2 separate regions of the Mus musculus genome follow, and region 2 is linked to region 1. A link is a contact called in public promoter capture Hi-C data. All regions are on one chromosome and are shown on one strand. The core of a region is the stretch at or near the end of the contact, and the rest is flanking DNA. Distances in the headings are between cores, read along the strand shown. Region 1 holds the start of Tmcc1 (transmembrane and coiled coil domains 1). Region 2 holds the start of Vgll4 (vestigial like family member 4).

Evidence for each region. Promoter capture Hi-C pulls out the DNA fragments that hold promoters and counts their contacts.
Region 2: a contact with region 1 is called in a promoter capture Hi-C map of pre-B cells, with 2.8 times the contacts expected there. The contact joins the promoter of Vgll4 here to the promoter of Tmcc1 in region 1.

Annotation. Positions count from the first base shown.
Region 1 is chr6:116,191,700-116,195,037 of GRCm38.p6, forward strand. It overlaps Tmcc1 (transmembrane and coiled coil domains 1), which reads right to left and starts at 1,675. Exons shown (of 6, transcript NM_177412.1): 1 at 1,559-1,675.
Region 2 is chr6:114,920,085-114,923,422 of GRCm38.p6, forward strand. It overlaps Vgll4 (vestigial like family member 4), which reads right to left and starts at 1,737. Exons shown (of 5, transcript NM_177683.3): 1 at 1,233-1,737. The coding sequence starts at 1,314.

The DNA.
Region 1 (3,338 bases), core at 425-2,924:
TTAAGATGCAAATACTCTGAGAAATCTCATTTCCTATACAGAGTACATGGTACTGATATCCCGTCAAGTCTTTAATAAGCGTCCATAATGACAAGATATCTAGATCATGTGCTAATGAATTTTTAATATCTAGAATTTTCCTATGGGGCTCATCAACTATCTAGTCTGTAAGCAGATGAGAATTCTTTAGAAATTAAAAGGTTACCACCCACAAACCAGAAGCAGCTTTTTAATCTTTCTCTACTAGCCAGAGAGTGGGTGTGTAAGTTCAAAAAACACAACCAATTCTGTTGGTGGAGGGCAAGGTACTGTTGATCTAAAATCCCACCTCTAAGTATCTCTGTTACGAGACACTGATAAAACTACCACCCACTCACAATTTCAGTCTCAATCTGTAAATGAAAGTTGGGGGGTAAGACCCCAGGTCCTGGAGGATTTTATATCTTACCATTTCTATTAAGGTTTTCCTCCAAGCTTTGTGACAATTTCTTTATGCAAATTCTATACACTCAAAGACAAAGGTTTAGTTTAATTTCTAAAATTTAAGATACAGGACAGGGAGAGGAACAAATCAAACTTGTGCTATATTCTAAAGTTGTTACCTGCTTTTTCAATCTTGGGGTTTTTACTGTGTTTGTTTTCTTTCTATTTTTCTTTTTTCCTTAAAAGAAAAGCCAATTTAGGAATTCCAGGGACGCATGTGCACATGGATCTTTTGACAACTATGTCAGGCTATGACAACAACCATTTTAGAAGGGGTGCATGGTAGTCGTTTTTTTTTTTTTTCCAATAAAACCTAAGCCTGGACATTGGTTATGATCTATGAAGACTAAGGTAAAACGTGACACCAGAGCACAGAGAGATATTCTCCAAGAGCTCAAGTGGGCTACCTCCAGAAGCCCCAGCAGCAGATCCAGTAGGGGAACCTCCATCAACGCTGTCCAGGGATGGAGTGGGACAGACACTGAATCACTGGACCAACACCGTCCACACTTTGGCTGAGGCTGAAATCTCAGGTTTTGTAGCGAAATGCATCTCACTGCGGGCCCCCTGCTCTCCACAAAAAGGGTTAATAAAGGGCATCCTAACCACCTAGACTCCCATCTCACCTATTCTTCGCAGGACAGCGGGTTTCCTCCTCCAAGTTAAACCACGAGTTCAAAATCAAAACAAAAGGTGCAAGACTGGTTTCAGGTGGCAAGGGCTGACTTTCGGTGGCCAACTTATGGGTACCGCAGGGCCGGACGAGGGAGGACTCTCAGACCTCGGCTAGCCAGGAGGCCTTGGGCCTGGGCGCGAGTCCTCACACGCCCCTCGCTCAGCTCTGCCCAAAGGAGAGCGGGGGAGAGTGCCCGAGCGGGGGCGGGGGCGGGGGTTGTCCCAATGACAGGCAGAAGGCCCGGAGACGCGGGGTCCGGCCGGAGGCCCGGGGCTTCGGCGCCGCCAGAGCGACCAGAGGTCCGATCCGCGCCAGGCCTCGAGGAGGCCCCGCGACCGCGACGGGCCGCGCTAAAGAGATCGCCCGTCCCCACCCACGGCCTGGGCCAGTCCTACTCACCGGTGGAGAGACGACGGACAGCCGGCGTCTCCGCCAGCGCCGCGGCTCGGTCTCCAGCGCCGGCTCCTGCAGCTGCCGCCGCCGCGCCCGGTCCATCCCCACCCCGACCACCCCCCCCTCCCGGCCCGCCCCCCGCGCCGCCTCAGCCGCTGCCGCCGCCGCCTCCGCCGCCGCTGCCACGGCCCCGGCGCGCGAGCGCGAACCAGCGCGAGGGAACGACAGCTAGAACGAGAACGCGCACCCCGTCGCCACAGCCGCCCACAACCTCCGCCTCCCGCCGACAGCGCATGCGCAAGGCGGTGCCGAGCGGGACCGCGCACGCCGTGGGGGCGTGACCCGACCCAGAGGTGTAGCCACGCCTCAGGCCCACCCCCCCACGCGGGCGCAGGTCAAGTAAGCGGAGGCGCTGCAGGTGGTGCGGCATCCTCCGCCAGAGTTTTTCCTGACCGTTCCTGCAGTTCAGACGCTGAAGCATTTCAGCATCTCGGCTCTTCGACTCCTCGGCTTGTCGTTCTTTAGCCTCTCAACCCCTCGGACCGTGGGCTCTTCAGCTTCTCGGCTCTTCCACCTCTGGACCCCACGTATCCTCAGCCCCTTTCTCTGCTTTTCGGGTGCCCTCAGAGCCTCAGTAACTCAGGCCAGCTGTCCTGCTAAACAGGCTAAAGCTAATTTCTGGGACCCACTCCTCCGAGTCGCACAATTCTCTCTACCTTGACTCCCAGGGCCTTCCAACTAGGGACTGGCTTTAGGTCAATGACAAAACCCCTAGTAGCTCATCTCTTTAATTATCGGGATGTCTCTAACTCAGTCGTCCGTCACTAAGATGGCAAAGCTTCTTCCGGTATTGGAGGATCTGTGAGTGGAAAACGGTAATAAACAGAGTCCATTGGCTCGTGAAGTTTGAAAGCTGATGGAGACCAAATGGGCGAAATGTAGTTGGGGATGATGGAGCTACAGTCCAATTTAACAATCCTTAAGTTGCAAAGAGTGCACTGGGGTGAGGACACGGCCTGGCCAGAAGGGGAGCTAAGGGGCTACTGGTCAGGGTGCTGCAGTCAGGACCTAGACTGCACGTGAAAAGAGGTAGATAAAAAAGGTTTGGGACTTCTGAGAGTTTCAGGAAGCCTTTGAGCTTTTCTTCAGCCGTGGTTGCAGGGCTAGGAACTTGATTATTATGTCTGATTTTAAATTATTATGCAGCCATGTGAAAAGTGGCCTGGGTGAGGGAGGTCATTCAGGAAGCAACTGGCAAGATGGTGAAAGCAAGGACGCAGTGTGCTCATAGAGAAAAACATTGGGAGTAAAATGGATATACATTTTGATAAATTAAAGGAAAGGTGAAGGAGAAGGAGGTGGCAGGGTTGACTCAGATTGGAGGGTGGTGAGGATGAGCTTGCACATGTAAGGGGCAGCATGAATAAAGCCACCAAGGAAAATGATCAGAAAATGAAGGCTAAGCATGTATGCCATTGTAAAAAATAATAATAATAAGCTGATTTTAAAAAATGGGTGATAAACCTAAAGATAAGACTGAAAAGAAAGAAGAAAATACAGAAAAGTCTTTGTATCCCTGAGTTAGGCAAAGATTTATTTTAAAGTCATGAACCATGACATTATTTGATAAGTTAAATTTTATCAAAATTCATGTTGTTTATAAACATTTGAGTAATTAAAAAAGCAAATTACTGATGATAAATGAACTCAGAAGTAGAGTATATCCAATGAAAGTCTTGTCTAGTCTAGGAGATGTAAGGCCTTTTCTTTCAGGGCTGAGGATTGA
Region 2 (3,338 bases), core at 487-2,986, 1.3 Mb before region 1:
CGTCTGGTGGCTTCTGGAGAATCCAGCCTTTGAGACGAGAGGGTTTGGAAGCTGAGAAGCTGAGGTGCTTTTTATATGTAGAGGAAACTTGTCAAAGTAAAGTGATATCTTATTTTTAAAAAGGCAAAACAACAACAAAACCCCTTTAAATGAGATTTTTCCCCCATAAAGTTAATTTTAAAGCAGGCTTGAGAGAGAAAGGGTATGTTTTCAACAACTTAAGAAGCAGATCTTAAACTTTTACACGAACACAACCAACTCTGCTCCCTCTTTTAACTTCTGTTCAAGACAAAGCAGACAACTCTCTAGGATTACTAGGTGAGAGACCCCAGAGCCTGCTGCCCACAGCAGGAAGACACCAGGAAAGACTCCCGGCAGCCCCAGGTCTCTCCCTGCCCGGCCAGTGCCACAACTCAGCCCCATTACCCTGGTCTCAAATCGCACGTAGGTAAGATTCCAAAAGATGGGATTGGGGTTTTCTCCAGAGAAGCTTAACTTACTACAGGGAGTGCCCAGGGGAAGGGGAGGTGATGGGCAAATCTAGGGGTGGGGGTATTTTCCACTTTCTTCAGCCTTCCGGCTGCTTATGGTGTAATTGCCAGGGACTGGGGTTGGAGGGAGCCTGTCTCACTGTCAGCTCTCTGCACAGGAAATGGGGCGGCAGACAAAGAGCCCGGCCTGGGCTCCCTGACACCAGGCCCTGCCAGTCCCACAAACCTCACAGGAAAAAAACCCCTTGATGCCTGAGACAATGGCTCAGGAAAACAACAACTTACTGTGGCTTTCTGCTGTTGTTCCTCTACCACATGAAATTCAGAGCAAGGGTCCACACCGAACACTGTACACGGTGATACGTTTAAAAATAAGTCCCAAGGCCCCTCCCCTCTACTCCAGCACCCACATGTTTAACTTCTCCTTACTTCTGTAAATTCCTACTTATGCATAAAATGCCAACAAAATCAAAAGAGAAAAATCACTTATAATGTAACGATCTTGTCAGACCTTGCTAGTACATCACAAGTAAACTTTTAACAGCGTGTCTCCTCCAGCCCTCCCCGGCTGCCACCCTCCTGCCGGGCAAAAGCGAACTGTCCTGAAATGGTACACAACTCTCTTTCCACTCGCTCCACCATCACAAGAAAGACAAGAAAATGTTCATAAGCCAGTCAAAGCCCCCCTCCAAAGGAGGAGTGGCCATCACAAAAGCAAAGAGTACATTCTAGAACATCTACCTTCATAGCACAGAACGCCGATATTGTTGTTCATCTTGTCCAAGTATTGGTAGTTCAACAGGTCCATCTTCATAAACAGCATTTATCTGTCCGGCTAGCAAAGAAAAACAGTTCTTTGCTTTCACCCCCAAAGAGAAAGTTTCAAAATTCAGTCTTAGCTGAGTAGCTCCAGGCTCTCCTAAAACTTCAGGAAGACAGAGGCCCAGCCTCAGGAGATCAAAACAAAGTATGTAAAAGGTTTTTAAAAATCATACACACACACACACACACACAAAAATCAGACTCAAACAAAACCCGTCAAGGGCTTGTGGAAGGTGTCTGATTGTGTCTTCTATTCGGCTTTAAAAAATCATTTCAGAAGACTTCTCGAGCCCGTCTTGGGGGTTTAAAAAGAAAGCAGTAAAAAAGAAAAACACAAAGCACATTTCTCAGGACAAAGGCACTCTCCCTCACAGCCCGCTGCAAGCTGACTGCACTGACATGCGGGCTATGCTTGGTATGACTCGTATGTAAACCAGCTTCCTCTGCTTTTGGGAGGGGGTAGAGGGCTGCTGTGAGCATGCTCACTGGAGCCTCGGCTCAGGCTCCAGGCGCTGCAGAATTAGCAGGAAGCAGAAAGAGGCGGGGGCAGTGAGGCACAGGGGGTGAGGAGAGCCTTTCCTCCCCGGAGCCAGAGGCCGGCAGAGGCAGAGGCCGAGGAAGTAAACCCCAGCAAGTTTGTGGGTGTTTTGTTTGTGGGGGAGGCTAAGCACAAAGTTTAAAAAAGAAAATCTGCTGTGGAAGCAAAGTACAGGGAATTTAACTTTCCGTGACTTCGTTGCAAGGGCTGGGAATCCAGGGCTTCCACAGGGGTGTGCTCTGTTTGGTACAAGGTTTCTTTGTTTCTTTGTAAGATGGGTTTATTAAGTCCAGGGACACAGCGAGTGTTTACATTTTCTTTTTTTTTTTTTTTTTTTTTTTTTTTTAAAGATTTTATTTATTTATTTATTATATGTAAGTACATTGTAGCTGTCTTCAGGTCTCATTATGGGTGGTTGTGAGCCACCATGTGGTTGCTGGGATTTGAACTCAGGACCTCTGGAAGAACAATCAGTGCTCTTAACCGCTGAGCCATCTCTCCAGCCCGAGTGTTTACATTTTCAAAGTCAATGTTACATGTAACTTCCTTCCTAAACTCTGTAGCTGTACAGATGGACAGGACACCAGAGGCAAATCCGTCCTCAGAAGAGTAAACAGATCTGGGGACAAGTGAGTGGCCTACAGGTCTCTCTCTCCCTCTCTCCCTCCCTCTCTCTCTCTCTCTCTCTCTCTCTCTCTCTCTCTCTCTCTCTGTGTCTGTCTGTCTCTCTCTCTCGCTCTCTCTCTGTCTCTCTGTCTCTCTGTCTCTGTCTCTCTCTCTCTCTCTCTCTCTCTCTCACACACACACACACACACAAACACACACACACACACACACAAACGGGGGAGTGGGGAGCTGGCTGGAGAGGTGGTTCCGAGCACTGGCCACTTTTGCAGAACACTTGAGTTCAGTACCCAGCACTCATAAGCACCTGTAACTCTATTTCCATGGAACCTGACTCCCTCTTCTGGCCTCCATGGGTACCGCATGCAATGACACACAGACATTGGAAAAAAAAAATGTACAAAAAAAAAAAAATACTTTTTAAAAATCTGTTTTCCAAACTCATCTGGGAGGTTGTGACCAATCATGGAAACTTTAAAAATGTTCCAAGTTCAAATCCAGAGCAGTGCTGAGCTTCATCAGCATCATGGAAGAAAGGAAAAGACCTGCTCTAAGTGACTCTGCTGCAGCCTGGCAGAGTGGCACCAGCCTGTAATTCTAGCAGTCGGAATCCGAGGGAGAGGAACTGCCACAAGTTCCAAGACCTCTCTGGGCTACTGTCAGCTCTGTCACACCTTCCCAAGACTTCATTACAGTCACTTATTTTAAGATTGAAGCAATCCCCTACAGATGGAGGGGTACACACAAAACGCTTAGCAACTTCTCCTCCATGACTCAACATCAAATATGATGGTTTGTAGGCAAGGGGACACCAAGCTCAATCCCAGGGACCTATGTGGTAAACGGAAAGAACAAACTCCCCC